Linked DNA regions of Gossypium hirsutum: regions 2 and 3 are each linked to region 1. The links are chromatin contacts, called in public Hi-C maps. All regions are on one chromosome and are shown on one strand. Each heading gives the region's core, a stretch centred on a gene start, on an enhancer-like site or on the middle of the called end of the contact. The rest is flanking DNA. Distances are from core to core; before and after follow the strand shown.

Region 1 (4,635 bases), core at 667-3,166:
AAGAAAGTCTAATTGTTGGCTCCATAACGAAAAAGTCAATGCATCAGTGTTTTTACACGGGGGAGGAAGTGGCAAACAAAGAGACGAAGTTATCACCGGTAACGTCAGACTTGAATCTTCGGCCGGAGAAAGTAGATGTCGTGCAACAGGACTCTATGATTAGGAAGCGGAGAAATTGTAGGAATGTTTTAGAGATATAGTTGAGAGGAATTCGCTACAGATATCGTCTAAAAAAAGGGAAATAATTTTAAGGGATAATGATGAGGGAATTCGCTACAGATATCGTCTAAAAAAGGGGAAATAATTTTAAGGGATAATGATGAGGAAATCTCGCCTAAAAATTTGGCTATAAAAAGGGAGGCACAAACAGACAAAACTTGCCGCAACCTAGAAGCTGGTCAAATAGAAAATTTAGTACAAATGGGGCCCACAAAAGTGTTGGAGAGTAGGAGTACAAGCAGGTTTAGTAATGAAGTTGAGCCTAAAATTAGCCACTTATCAGTGGGATCAAACAGGCTAATTGAAGCTTCTCAATTGGGCTACAGGAAGATGAGCTGGAGGCATCTATCCAGCAGGGAGGAAGAAGATTCCATCATAGGGGAGTATATGAGCGGAAAACGAAAATTTGACCCAGAGATGGTGAGAGTCTCAGACTTGAATGTCGAAGCTTCGACTAAAAAAGAAAAATTAGATTATGGGAATTCGGGAGGAAAAGAAGTAGTAGATGAGTCTCTGATTATTAAGGAAGGTAGTGCTGCAATTTCACAAATTACATCGGCGGCTGGCAAATGGCCAGCTAACAGAGATCAATGAAAATCCTAAGCTGGAACGTCCGAAGATTGGGGAATTCTCGGGCGACTAGAAGGCTTCATCACATGTTGAAGCTTTATAAACCCCAAATGGTCTTCTTGATAGAGACAAAGTTAGACAGCATTAGAATGGAACGGTTATGGAAGCGGTGAGGATTTCAAAATGGAATGGATATCTCAGCAAGTGGTGGTTTAAGCCTTGCATGGAATGGTAACAATTTAGTTCAAGTTTATAGCTACTCACAAAATCACTTTGATGTGGAGATTAATGAGGAAAATAGTTTGCACAAATGGCGTTTCACTGGGTTTTATGGTAACCCAAATCAATCAAATAAACATGAGTCATAGAATCTACTACGCAGATTGAAGAATAACAGCCATCTACCATAGTGCGTATGTGGTGATTTCAACGAAATTATGTATGCACATGAGAAAATGGGAGGACGAACAAAAGATGAGAAACAAATGGAGGCATTTCGGTCAACTCTAGAAGTTTGTGGTCTGGCTGATATGGGTTTCAAAGGAAAAAAGTTTACTTGGGAGGGGTAATTTTGCTGATACAAATATCAGAGAGCGTTTGGACAGGGAGGTCGCGACTCGAGAGTGGCTGAATTTGTTTCCTGAGTATGAAGTTCAACATTTTTCACATTCTTTCTCTAATCACTGCCCAGTTTTCATTATGACTATGCCGAATGTACAAAGCATTGGAGGTAGTTGTTTTAAATTTGAATCTTGGTGGGTCACTGAGCCATCGTGTGAAGAAATCATAAAGGACGCGTGGCAGAGGCAATCTGGTAACGTTTTGGAAAAATTTGAAAATAGTCGTTTGAGCTTACAAAATTAGGCTAAGACTATCAAAGGGGATCGTGAAAGAAAATCGAATATTCTAAGGGAAAGACTGGTTGAACTTGACAAGAAGAATAGAGATAATGATATCATTGCCGAGATCATTGATGTAAAGCTTGAATTAAATTGAGAGATGGAGAAGGAGGAGATGTACTGGGAGCAGAGGGCGAGATTTGAATTGGCTAAGCCAAGAGGATAAGAATACGGCCTTTTTCCACAGTCTAACGTCCCAAAGACGTAGAACAAATAGAATACGACAGATGGAAGATAACAAAGGTATCCTCCGTACTGAAGAAAAAGATATAGAAGTCATAACCAGGAACTATTTTATGAAGCTATTCGAATCTAAAGGTGTTGGTAATACAAGTCACTTACTCTCAGGTTTTCGTTGCACTATCACCGATAGCATGAATCAAGTGCTGACTGCCATTTTAAAGAGAAGGAAATTCTTGAAGCAATTAACAGTATGGGGCCGACAAAAGGGTCTGAACCTGATGGTTTTTCGGTAATTTTTTTCAAAAATTCTGGCATATTGTAAGGAGGGAGGTAAGTGATTTTTTTTGGAAGTTCTTAATCATGGTAAAACTTTTGATCTATTAAACCATATGAATATCGTACTACTACCTAAGAATCCTCATCCAAAAAACCCATCTGAATTTAGACCAATTAGCCTTTGCTCGGTCTTTTATAAAATAATTTCAAAATCTATAGCAAACAGGCTACAGAAAGTTTTGGATTATTGTATAGATCCGGCTTAGAGTTCTTTTGTACCGAGAAGATTAATTACTGATAATGTTCTTCTGGCATATGAAATTCTACAATCTATGAAGAACAAAAGGATGGGAAAAAGGGGTCTTATGGCTCTTAAGATTGATATGAGTAAAGCGTATGATCGGGTGGAGTGGGATTTCTTACAACAAATGATGGCAAAAATGGGGTTTAATGGGTCTTGGATTCAGCTCATTATGAGATGCATCAATATGGTTACGTACTCGGTTGAGTTGGATGGGAAGTCGGGGGAGATTTTTATGCCAGGGAGAGGATTACGTCAAGGGGATCCTTTGAGTCCTTTTCTGTTTCTTATATACAGTGAGGGACTATCTACATTATTAAAACTTGCAAGCGCAGAAGGATTGTTGAGAGGAATAAAGGCGAGTCGAAGAGGCCCCCAAATTACTCATCTTTTTGCGGACGACTTTGTTTTGTTTGGAGAAGCAACCGAAGAAGGTACCAGGATTTTTGGAAAAATCTTAAAAGAATATGAAAAATGCTCGGGACAAATGCGTTAATTATGGAAAGTCCACAGTCTATTTTAGCTCCAACACAATTGAAGTAATTTGTTCAGCTATCTCAAGTAGACTGGGGGTGAAATGGACGAATAACGCAGAGAAATATCTGGGCTTGCCAAGTATGGTGGGTAGGAGCAAAAAGTTAGCTTTTCAACACCTAAAAGATAGTCTTAAAAGTAAAAATTGATTGTTGGAGTTCTCGCTTATTATCACGGGCAAAGAGGTTTTCATTAAAGCAATGTTACAAGCTATTCCTACTTATACAATGGGTTGTTTTTTATTACCGAAGTCTGTATGCGATGATATGGAGAAAATAATTGCCAAATTCTGGTGGCAGAAGGGGTACGGGAAAAGGGGGATTCATTGGTGTTCATGGACCAATTTATGCGAATTGAAGGAATTTCGCGGTCTTGGTTTTCATGATTTTGCAAAGTTTAATTTGGCCCTTCTGGCTAAGCAGGGTTGGAGATTAGTTGAAAATCCCAATTCTCTTTTAGCACAAACGTTAAAGGCCAAATATTATCCGAATACTGACTTTCTAAACTCAGAGTTAGGACATTTACCTTCATATACCTAGAAAAGTATATGGGCTGCAAAAGGCCTGTTGCAGTCAGGACTCTGTTGGAGGGTGGGAACGGGCTGGAATATCAATATCGAGGAGGATGTATGGGCTCAGGATGATGAACATCTACTTATTAAAAAAATAGTGAGTAATCCCGATTTGTTGAAAGTAGCGGACCTCATTGATTGCACAAATAGGTCTTGGAAAACTGAATTGATTAAAGGTACCTTCTCTGAAGTAGATGCCCAGCGAATCCTCCAAATCTCGCTTGCTCGTTTGCCACAGGATGACTTTCTGGCTTGGAGAGGCGAACCGACAGGCGAATACACAGTCAGAAGTGGGTATAGATTACTTTTACATGGCAATTCCATCAATAATAATGGATACAACCCAAGTGAAAACAGGAAATGTTACAAAAACTTGTGGAAAAGTGACCTCCCTTCTAAGTTAAAAATTACAGCATGGAGAGCCACTTTAAACTACCTTCCTACACTATCAAATCTACGAACTAAAAGGCTCATTACTGATGATGTTTGTCCGAGGTGTAAACAAGAAGTGGAGAACAGGAACCACGTATTTCGTGACTGCACTGTTTCAAAAGAAACATGGAATAGCTTAAACTTTATTTGGCCTGTAAACCTAGTAGATCTGGAATTTATGGAGTGGTTTACCTGGATTGTTTCAAATAGCAGAATGGATATCTGTCGTTCTTTTCTGTATACCATCTGGGCTATCTGGTTGGCCAGAAATAAATGGATTCATTAAGGCAAAAAAATGTCAAGAGCAGAGACAGCACGATTTGTTTCAAAATACTTACATGATCTCAACAACGTTAAACAAGGTAAGCTTGCCTTTAGCCTGATAACTGCAGAATGGAGGCCACCGGACCAAGGTATCTGTAAAATCAATTTTGATGCAGCAGTAGATCTCAAAATGAAGAAATTATGTTCGGGACTCATAGTCAGAAATTGGAAAGGGGAAACTTTAGTCACTAAAACCACAACCCATGAGAATATACTTACGGGGTTTGCAGCTGAGGCCGTTGCATGTTTACAGGCAGTTCTCTTGGGAAGGGATCTGGGATTACAGAGTGTTGTTATCGAAGGGGATTCCTTGACGGTGATCAAAA
Region 2 (4,635 bases), core at 1,340-3,839, 410 kb after region 1:
TACTATTCCAAGTTCGAATTGTGTTTTTAAGGAAAAATATCCTAATAAGTATTTACAACGTTATTTATATTGTTACGTGATTATCAAGTGAATTTTTTGTAAATTTCAAAATGGCACACCATATAATTTAATAGAAGAATTTTAATGGTGGTAATAATTGGATCCGAATTTTTAAACCCAAGAATTAGATAGGCTAATTTTTTTTTTAAAATACAAGTATGTAACTACATTTTAAATGTATAGAATGTATAGAGACTTAAACATATTTATTTAGATACAAAATAAAAGTTAGAGAATTATAAAAAGAAGTTTAATCAACAAATATTGAATATATCGTATACTCAAAGAAATAATGTAAATTCAAATCTTAAAATTATTTAAGTATAATAAAAACTTAAAAAAATATTTAAATAAAATAATAATGCTATTTTAAAAAAAAAGTAATTTAGCCAATCTATTTAATAAGCTATTGTTAGGGTATTAAACACTTATTGTGAAAAGGGGAGAAAGGTCCCTAGTGAGGGGGTTGGGTTTAGATGACTTGTAAAAATTTAATACTAACACATAAACTAATGTTATCTTTTTGCATTATTTGTTTGATTTCTTTACAATAGATCCATTATTTTGTCCCCTCACCAATAAAATGAATTTTGATTTTACGTGATTATTCACCACATAAATTTAGTGTACTAAAAACAAATTGCCATCATTTCATTAGATTACAACTAATATTTTTAAGGCCCATTCTTGATTTTTTTTATGTATAATATTATCATAAAAAATTCCCAACATCATCATATGATTATTATGTATTCAGTCGATAAAAAATAAAAAAAATTTACAGTTATTTCATTAATTTATATAAAAGAAAAAGAATTGATATAATTTAATCAAATAATTTTATAAAAAAAACAATTTAACCAAATAATAATATATGTATAACAAAATAATTTGATATAATTTAATCAAGTAAAAGCATCTTTGTATATAGGGTGGGTTACATTTCGATAATTTGGCCACCCAATTATATTTTTCATTTTATTTTAATCAGCTGATGTGAACTTCTTTTATTGGTTTAGTAACAAAAGTAATCCTTTAATGTTTAAACATTCTATCAATTTGATCCTAAATATAAAAAATTAACAAATTTAGCCTTCAATATTTACAAAATTTATCATTTTAGTTTAATTTTAAATAAATAAATAAATAAACTTGGCTCTCAATATTTATAAAATCTGTCAATTTAATCCTAACTCTAAAAATTAAAAAAATATTTAAAAAAAATATTTTTAGTCATTTATAACTAATTAGCTAACCCATGTGAGATATTAAAATAAGAAAAAAAGTACCCTCTTTTAAATCACTTGCAACAATTTTTTTTACTATAATTTAAGCTTTACACTAGACTAAACCAATTAATTTGGAAATTATCTGAAATAATTAGTTGCATTATTACCCAAACATATAACGTTTTTAATGTTTTTATTTTCTTTTGGATCTTAGTTTTTTTGGGTGTGTTTTATCTCAATTTTTTAGAGTTATTTTACAAGTGACTCAAAAGAGGGTACTATTTTTCTTATTTTAATATCTCACATGGGTTAGTTATAAGAATGGCAAAAAAAAAACTCAAATTTGTGGGCTCCGAGCCGATTCGACCCTATAGGGTTGAATTTTTTTATTGAATTTGGGGGTTGGGACGGGTTATTTTTAAAAATAGTTGTATTGAGTCGAATTTAGAATGAAACCACCCCGCCCCATCCTAAGATATTTATGAAATTACCCTTAATACATATTTAATATTAATTAAATTAAAAAATCCCCAAAATTTATTACTTCTAGGTCTCATTCTACCACCTCCATGCTAATCCCCTTTCACCCATATAAGGTTATTTCTCTCATTTTCCATTTTCTTAATTTAATAATTTATTAAAGGAACCTTTGTTCCTTCTTTTTTTTCACTGTTGTAATCGGAGCATGTATGTAAATATGTATTAGCACACAACTCCATAGATAAATCATTAGGTAAATCTAATAAAATGGTGTTAAAACTTTTCATTTTTTAAAAAAACTTAATTAATAATAATTTTACAAAAAATTAAAAATAAAAAAATAAACGGGTCAAAAGGGATTGGAGTCAAGTATACTATTAATTTTGGGTCAGGGTCAGGGTTCAGGTTTGGAGCGGCGTAATTTTTTTTAAAGTCAAGGTCAAGTCGGAGCGGGCAAAAACCGCCCCACTCATTACCATCACTAGTTAGTCAAAGGTTATAAAGGGCTAAAAATATATTTTTTTAAAAATTTTAGAATTGAGACTAAATTGAAAGATTTTGTAAATGTTGAGAGTTTGAATTTATTGAATTTTTTAGAATTAGAACTAAAATGACAAATTTTGCAAACATTGAGGCAAAATTTGTTGAATTTTTTATATTTAGGATTAACTTGATAGAATGTATAACATTAGAGGGCCAATTTTGTTACTAAACCAATAAAAAAAAGAACCCATATAAGCTCAGAGTGACTAAAATGTTTAAATTTGAAAAGTTTAGTGACTAAATTGAAAAAATCAATAATTGGATGACCATTCATAGAAAAATAATTTCCAGCATATAAGAGAAAAATTTAACAATAGAGGGACCGAAATGCAAATTTAATCAACTTGGTAATTAATAATAGTAATTAGAAAATAATGACAGGTAAAATAGAAGGGCTTAACCAGGGCTTTTCATTTTTGTTCTGAAACTTGTATGTTTTTTTAGAATACTTTCTCTCACATATTAATAATATTGACTGTAGTAGTATTTCGTTTTTGGTGTCTGAGCATCATCAGGCTCATTTGCCTCTCGTCTACCCATGACTCCCCAGCCCCACCCTCATCGGCGTCAGAGCTGCCGTCTGTCTTCCTGTCACCGCCACCCTGCCACCGCGCCCCTCACGGGCTTCTGCGCATCATGTCTCCGGGAACGCCTCGCAGGAATCCAAAACGACTCTCCTACCACAACCCCAACTTCCTCAACCACCTCCTCCACCTCCCAGTTCCGCCGCTGTAAATCCTGCTCCGGCGGCCCTGACCCATCCTCCTCTGCCGCCTCCGAACCCCGCCGTAAATCTTGCGACGTTAGGGCTCACAGTACTCTGCACGATCTTTTCGCCGTCGACGACAAAATGAAAACCCTCAATGTCGACCTCCCTTGTTCGAAAGTTGAAGTTTTTCAAAGCTTTGAAGGAGGAGGAGAAGAAGAAGAGGAAGGGGAGTTAAAAACGATGAAGGAATTCATAGATCTTGAATGTGGAAGCAAAAAAACTTCGGGGAAATCTTTATGGGAAGCAGCTTCGGTTTTTAGCAAGAAATTGAGGAAATGGAGAAAAAAACAGAGCAAAAAGGAGAAAAGCGAGGGTTTGGTTCTTGAGAAGGCAAACAGAAGGGGATTAAGAGATACCCAATCGGAGATCGGGGAATATGGGTTGTTTGGAAGAAGATCCTGTGATACTGATCCTAGATTATCAGTTGATTTTGGCCGTTTATCCGTCGATGAGCCAAGGTTTTCCATGGATGAGCCAAGGGCTTCTTGGGATGGTTATTTGATTGGAAAACAGAACCCTAGGGTCAACGAGGAACCAAGTGTTGGGGAAGAAAGATTGAGTGTTGTAAAAGAGGAAGAAAGGATTAGCCCTGGTGGGTCAGCTCAAACGAGAGACTATTACGCGGATTCTTTGACTAGAAGGAGAAGAAGTTTTGACCGTTCTTCTTCCAACAGAAGGATAAGTTTCGGGGAAGCTGAGGAATTTAAGTCTTCCATTTCTAATGCTAAAGTGTCACCCGAGACTGTTGGGCTGTTTCATGGGGCGAAACTGTTGGTTACTGAGAAGGAATTGAGGGATTCCAATTGGTATTCTAATATGGAATCTGCTTCTAAAGATGTTGAACTTGTCGCTAATGGAGGGGTTGCTCAAAAAGTGTTTAACATGAAGAAGGCAAGGGGCTGGAAAAATGTGTGGAGTATGTGGGGTTTGATACATAGGCGAAAACAAAGTGATTTCGGAGATGAGGATAGGAGTATTGGAGGAGATGTAGGTAATGGGAGGCTAACTGAGTCGTTGCACAAGCTTAGAAGGGTGGCTAATGGAGATGAATGTAAAGGTGTTAGAGGAAATATGGGTGAAGGAACACTTGCTGACTCTTTGGAAAAGCTGACTAGGTTTGCCAATGGAGATGAAAGTAAAGCTATAAGAGGAAATGTGGCCGCTGGGACATTGGCAGAGTCCTTGCACAAGTTAAGAAGGGTGGCCGACAGAGTCGAAAATGGGAATGCTGTAAGGGAGAAGCTTCTGCGGAGCTATAGTGTTAGTGCTCGCCATTCGGTTGACGGATCATCTTTCTATGGAGGGAGTGTGATCGATCCTAAAGGCAATGGTCCAAAGAGAAGGGATAATCATATGTTGCACAAGAATAGGAGTGTCAGGTATTCTCCTAACAACCTTGACAATGGTCTATTGCGGTTCTACTTGACACCATTGAGGAGTTATCGGAGAAGCAAATCTGGAAGAAGTAGGCTAAGAAACTCGAACTCTGTAGGTGGTAGTATACTGTAATGGCGCTTACCAATAAGATAACTACGTTGTAAAAACATTTATGAA
Region 3 (4,635 bases), core at 684-3,183, 280 kb after region 1:
ATTCAAATATGCATCTTAAAGCAACTGTATTGTATTGAAGAAACAAACATTTGTTTGAAATGTTGAAACCAAATCAAATCAAACTATTACCCCCCCCCCCCAAAAGCCAACATGAACAACAATGATATATCCTCCATGCATGCTTTAATTTCCTGTATATAATAATAGTATAAGAGGTAGCAAATACAAAGTTGAGAGATCAGTACAATTTGTCTATGCAAGTAGACGCGGCTGCAAGTAAACACGAAGACCTTTCTTCATAAACAGTGTGAGAGACATCTTCTGCTCCACCCTGTGTCCAGGAACCAGCGAAACCCGATAACGCAGCAGAACTGCGGAGGCCACCGACTTCATTTGCAAGTAAGCCAAGTCTTTGCCCAAACAAGTCCTTGGTCCAGCGTTGAACGCCACAAACTTGTAACCATCCTTTGGTGCCTCGAACTTGTCACCTTCTGCTGATAGCCATCTTTCGGGCTTAAACTCCATGCAATCTTCTCCCCATATACTCTTCATTCTTCCAACTGAGTATATCGAATATGTGACGGTGGAGCCAGCGGGAACCAATGTGCCATCTGGTAACACATCGTCTTCGACCACGTACTTGAAGTCCTGAGGAACCGAGGGGTATAACCGCAGTGTTTCAGCTAATGCTGCTTTCAGATATATCAGCTTGTCTGCTTCATCGAACATCAGTGGCTCTTCCATCCATTTCTTAGTATCTGGGCCGCGGGTGTTGCGGAGAACCCTTGATATTTCATCGATGATCTTTTGCTCAATCTCTGGGTGGTTCATTACGAGCCAGAAGAACCAGCTGAGGGCTACGGAAGAGGTGTCACGGCCAGCGAGGACGAAGTTCAGAGCGATGCGTTGAAGAACGGTGCTTGTGAAAAGGTTTCCCCCAGCATCTTTTTTTTTCATGAAACGGGACAGTAGATCATCCGAAGGAGCTTCTTTTCGTGCTTCAATGGCCTCGTTCATATAGTTTTCAACGATTCGGAGGCTACTCTTTAATCTTTTCTCAGCTCCTATCCCCAAAATCTTCTTCAATCTCCATAGTAAACCAGGGTAAAGAAGCCTATTAAGAGTTGCTTCAGTGGCTGTATCGAAAGCAGTAGCAAAAGGGTTATCTGGTAACTCGTGAGAAAGTGTTTTTGGGTCTTTGCCAAATGTAAGCCCACAAATGTTGTCAAAGGTTAAACGAAGCAACAAGTCTTGCAAATCCACTGCTTTCTTCTCATTTGATGCTTTGTCCAAAATACACCATAGACGATTCTTGATAGTCCTATTAACCCAACGACCCATGGCTTGCCTGAGTGTCCTGGTCGTGAACTCAAGTGCTGCTGTTTTCCTCTGAATCAGCCACGATTCTCCATCACTATTGAAGATCCCTTGCCCCAAAAGATCATGAAATGCAGCCTGCCAATGAGGCCCTTTGGGGTAATTATCGAACCGGGTCCGGAGAACGTGCTCAATGTTTTTGGGGTGACAAGTGACAGTGTAGAACCCTTGCTTGCGAGCCAAAAATGGAATAGCAATGGTACATGTTTGATAGGTGGCTGAACCACCTGTTGCTCGAAGATTACTAGCAATCCAATCATGCATCCTCCTCCGGTTCATGAAAAGAAATGGTAGACTACCGACCAGAGGCCATACCCTTGGACCACTTAACCTCTTGGCTAGCAGATAGAACCATATTGCATAAGCAAATGTTGCAGCAGCTGCTAGGGTGAACCCAAATGGAAGGTTTTCCAATTCCATTGCTAGGACCTATATTAGAGAATTGATGCTATGGTCTAGAATTCTTGGCACTAGACAGCTTAATTGGACAGAGATTGATAGGATTGAAGTTATATATATGATTATGAATATGTTTATATATAAATATGAAGTGATGACAATGGGAAAGGTTTAGGAAGAGTAGTTAGGAAATTTCTAGTCCAAAGCTGTTGGGTTGATAGGAACTATTTATTTTAGGGAATTTACACGAAAACCATGCAAAGTATGTTTTGTAGGTAAGTGACACAACTAATGCTTCAAAGCCATAATTAACTAATTGATTATTTTTACATTAATTTGCTTTGTTTCTTTAGTTTTACCCGATATGTCAATATATCATCATCTACTCATGTTGAATACTTTTTTAAGACATAATCCTTTAAATATATATATATAAATTACTCTTTTTAAGTAATTTAAAATTTTTTTTATAAAATAATTAACAATTGACTATTTAATTGAAAAGTGCAATTAATTGAGAGTTAACAATCGCTTGAGTTCATGTAATATGGTTTTCATCAAAGCCCTTAACGGGCCACTAATTGCTGCTTAGAGGTTATCATGCGTCAGGCTGAGCCATAACAAAATTTTAGGTTTGTTTTATAAGCTTGATCTTGAAAAATGGGCCTAAAATTTTGTCTAAGTCCAGTTCAGATAAAAAAAGTTAAAACCCGAGTCTGACTCGGTCCGCCCGTATTAAAATTATTTTTTATATAAAAATAAATTTAAAAGTATAATACATCAAATACACTAAAAATATTAAAATAAATATTTCTCAACAAATTAAAAATAAATTTAAAAAACGTTTATACTTAAATAACACTAAGATATGTGAACTTAATAAGAAAATACCTCTAAAGTAGTAGCAAAATTAATAATGAAACAAGAGTTATACAATATTCAAATAATAACAATAAAATAATAACAATATAATAGTGAGATGACAACAAAACAACAGTTTTTTTTTCAAATTTGGGTTGGGCCAGGCCCAGGTCGAAAAAAATTTACTCGAGACTTATCCCGTTTTCTAAATCGGCCTTATTTTTTTACCCAGGCTCATTTTTCAAGCCTAGTACTGATGTAACGTGACAACTAACTTGGAAAAAATGATGATGTGGCATTTAATATGAAAAAATACTTGCGTGAATTTTTTAATTATTTTATTAGGAGGGCTTAATTGCTTTGCAAGGATATAAAAATTCTCAAAAATTTTATAAAATTATAAATATTTATAAAAGGGTAGTAATTTTAATTTTTTAATTATATTTTAATAATTTCTAACAATTTTTTAATAAAAAAATACTAATTTTTCTCCTCACAAGTTGCTTACTCCGTCCTTATTAACTTCACTTGTATCACCTATCCTAGGCTAAAACCATTAGTTATTACTTATCTTAAGCGATCAAACACTAAACTCATTGTCTTATAAACCTCTTTCTTAGCACCAGGGTAAAGCCAAGAATATAATATTAGGGGAGGGGGCAAAATAAAGTTTTAAAATTTTGAGGCAATAGCAAAAAATACTTAAAAAAGACTTAATTTGAGTAATTCATAACTAAAATAGATTGGAAATGTTATTCTACCCCTCAACTAAGGGGTTCCAAGGCCACTGCTTGTCAGATTGCCTCCCTTAGTTACGTCTTTGCTCGACATTTTATACTAGTTTAATCATCATATTTTCAAGACTATAGCTAAGCACTGTAGATGTGCCTAGCTTGTTTTTTTTTGGTGGGTGGGTGAGAGGGAAGGAAAGGAGAGAAAGGAAAGCAACATAGAAGGGAAAATGGAAGGAGAGAAGTGAAAAAGAACAATAAAAAATTGTGTGAGCTTTTTATTTGTAGACTTTTAAATATTAATAATTTATTTTATAATTTTATTATGATGTATAGTTTTTAGCATTTTATGTCTTTTTTTTATCGTATCTATTCTTTTTGACATGATGTCTAAAATTATTCAAAGTCTCATTTAAACTCATAAATAAGAGGATAATGTGATTTAACACACTTAAACACACGTCCTCCTGTATTTGCAACAATAGCCATGCCAATAGAGCTAAGACTCAATCGACAAATTTATATTTATATTTATATATATATTCATTTGCATAAGATATCAAATTATCTAGGCACCTTAAATAAATTGTTATGGTAATCCAATTTAGTGAAAAAATTATTTTACTGTTTAATTTAATTTATTTTTAAATTATACATGTAAATTAGTTAGTCTATAAGTTGAGTCAGGAATAAATTTAAGATTAAAGTTGACAAATTTAAAAAACTTAAAAATAAAATTATTTAAATAATTAATTGTTTTAATTTAAAAAGTTTTTGGTGGATTTAAAATTTATCTCTAATTCACTTGCAAAATTATTATTTATTTTTAAATGATATATTTAAAATACTTACTCCACGTTTAAGAAATAAATTAGCACGAGAATTAATATATTATATTAAAAAGTTGAGTTATTATTCTTAAATATTCATGTTTAATACGTGTTTAAGACATAATCTTATAAAAAGAATTATATCAAATATATTATTCATATCCAAAAGCTAACTCCTACCAAATTAAATAATTAAAAAAAATTAAGCTCTTGTTTTTTCCACGAAACCAATAGTTTACACTTTACTTTTCTTGGTGACCCTATTTTCCAAAGAAAAACAGAAAGAGAAGTGGTTAGAGACAGTTGATCCACATTGAGAAAGCTGGGATTTTTATTTCCATAAAGCTTTTAATTTGACTCCCATTGAGCGAGTAGTTTCAAGAGAGTGGAAACTTGAGGAGAAAGAAACATTGATTTCTTTTCTTTTTTGCTCTTTAAAATTAATTTTGTTGCTACTCAAATCTCATTCTATTTTT

The links. A called contact is a pair of places that touch in the nucleus more often than the background predicts.
Region 2: a contact with region 1 is called in a Hi-C map of leaf, with 2.4 times the contacts expected there. The contact joins the promoter of LOC107960041 here to the promoter of LOC107961024 in region 1. A contact is called at or near these places in 2 of 34 Hi-C or Micro-C datasets (both in leaf).
Region 3: a contact with region 1 is called in a Hi-C map of leaf, with 2.1 times the contacts expected there. The contact joins the promoter of LOC107960045 here to the promoter of LOC107961024 in region 1. A contact is called at or near these places in 5 of 34 Hi-C or Micro-C datasets (all in leaf).

What each region holds. Positions count from the first base shown.
Region 1 is chrA07:18,614,931-18,619,565 of Gossypium_hirsutum_v2.1, reverse strand. It overlaps LOC107961024, which reads left to right and starts at 1,916. Exons shown (of 4, transcript XM_016897270.1): 1 at 1,916-2,152; 2 at 2,486-2,882; 3 at 3,001-3,068; 4 at 3,522-4,271. The coding sequence starts at 1,916. The coding sequence ends at 4,271.
Region 2 is chrA07:18,201,554-18,206,188 of Gossypium_hirsutum_v2.1, reverse strand. It overlaps LOC107960041 (protein OCTOPUS), which reads left to right and starts at 2,589. Exons shown (of 1, transcript XM_016896246.2): 1 at 2,589-4,635. The coding sequence starts at 2,851. The coding sequence ends at 4,590.
Region 3 is chrA07:18,335,634-18,340,268 of Gossypium_hirsutum_v2.1, reverse strand. It overlaps LOC107960045 (cytochrome P450 86A1), which reads right to left and starts at 1,933. Exons shown (of 1, transcript XM_016896250.2): 1 at 10-1,933. The coding sequence starts at 1,758. The coding sequence ends at 214.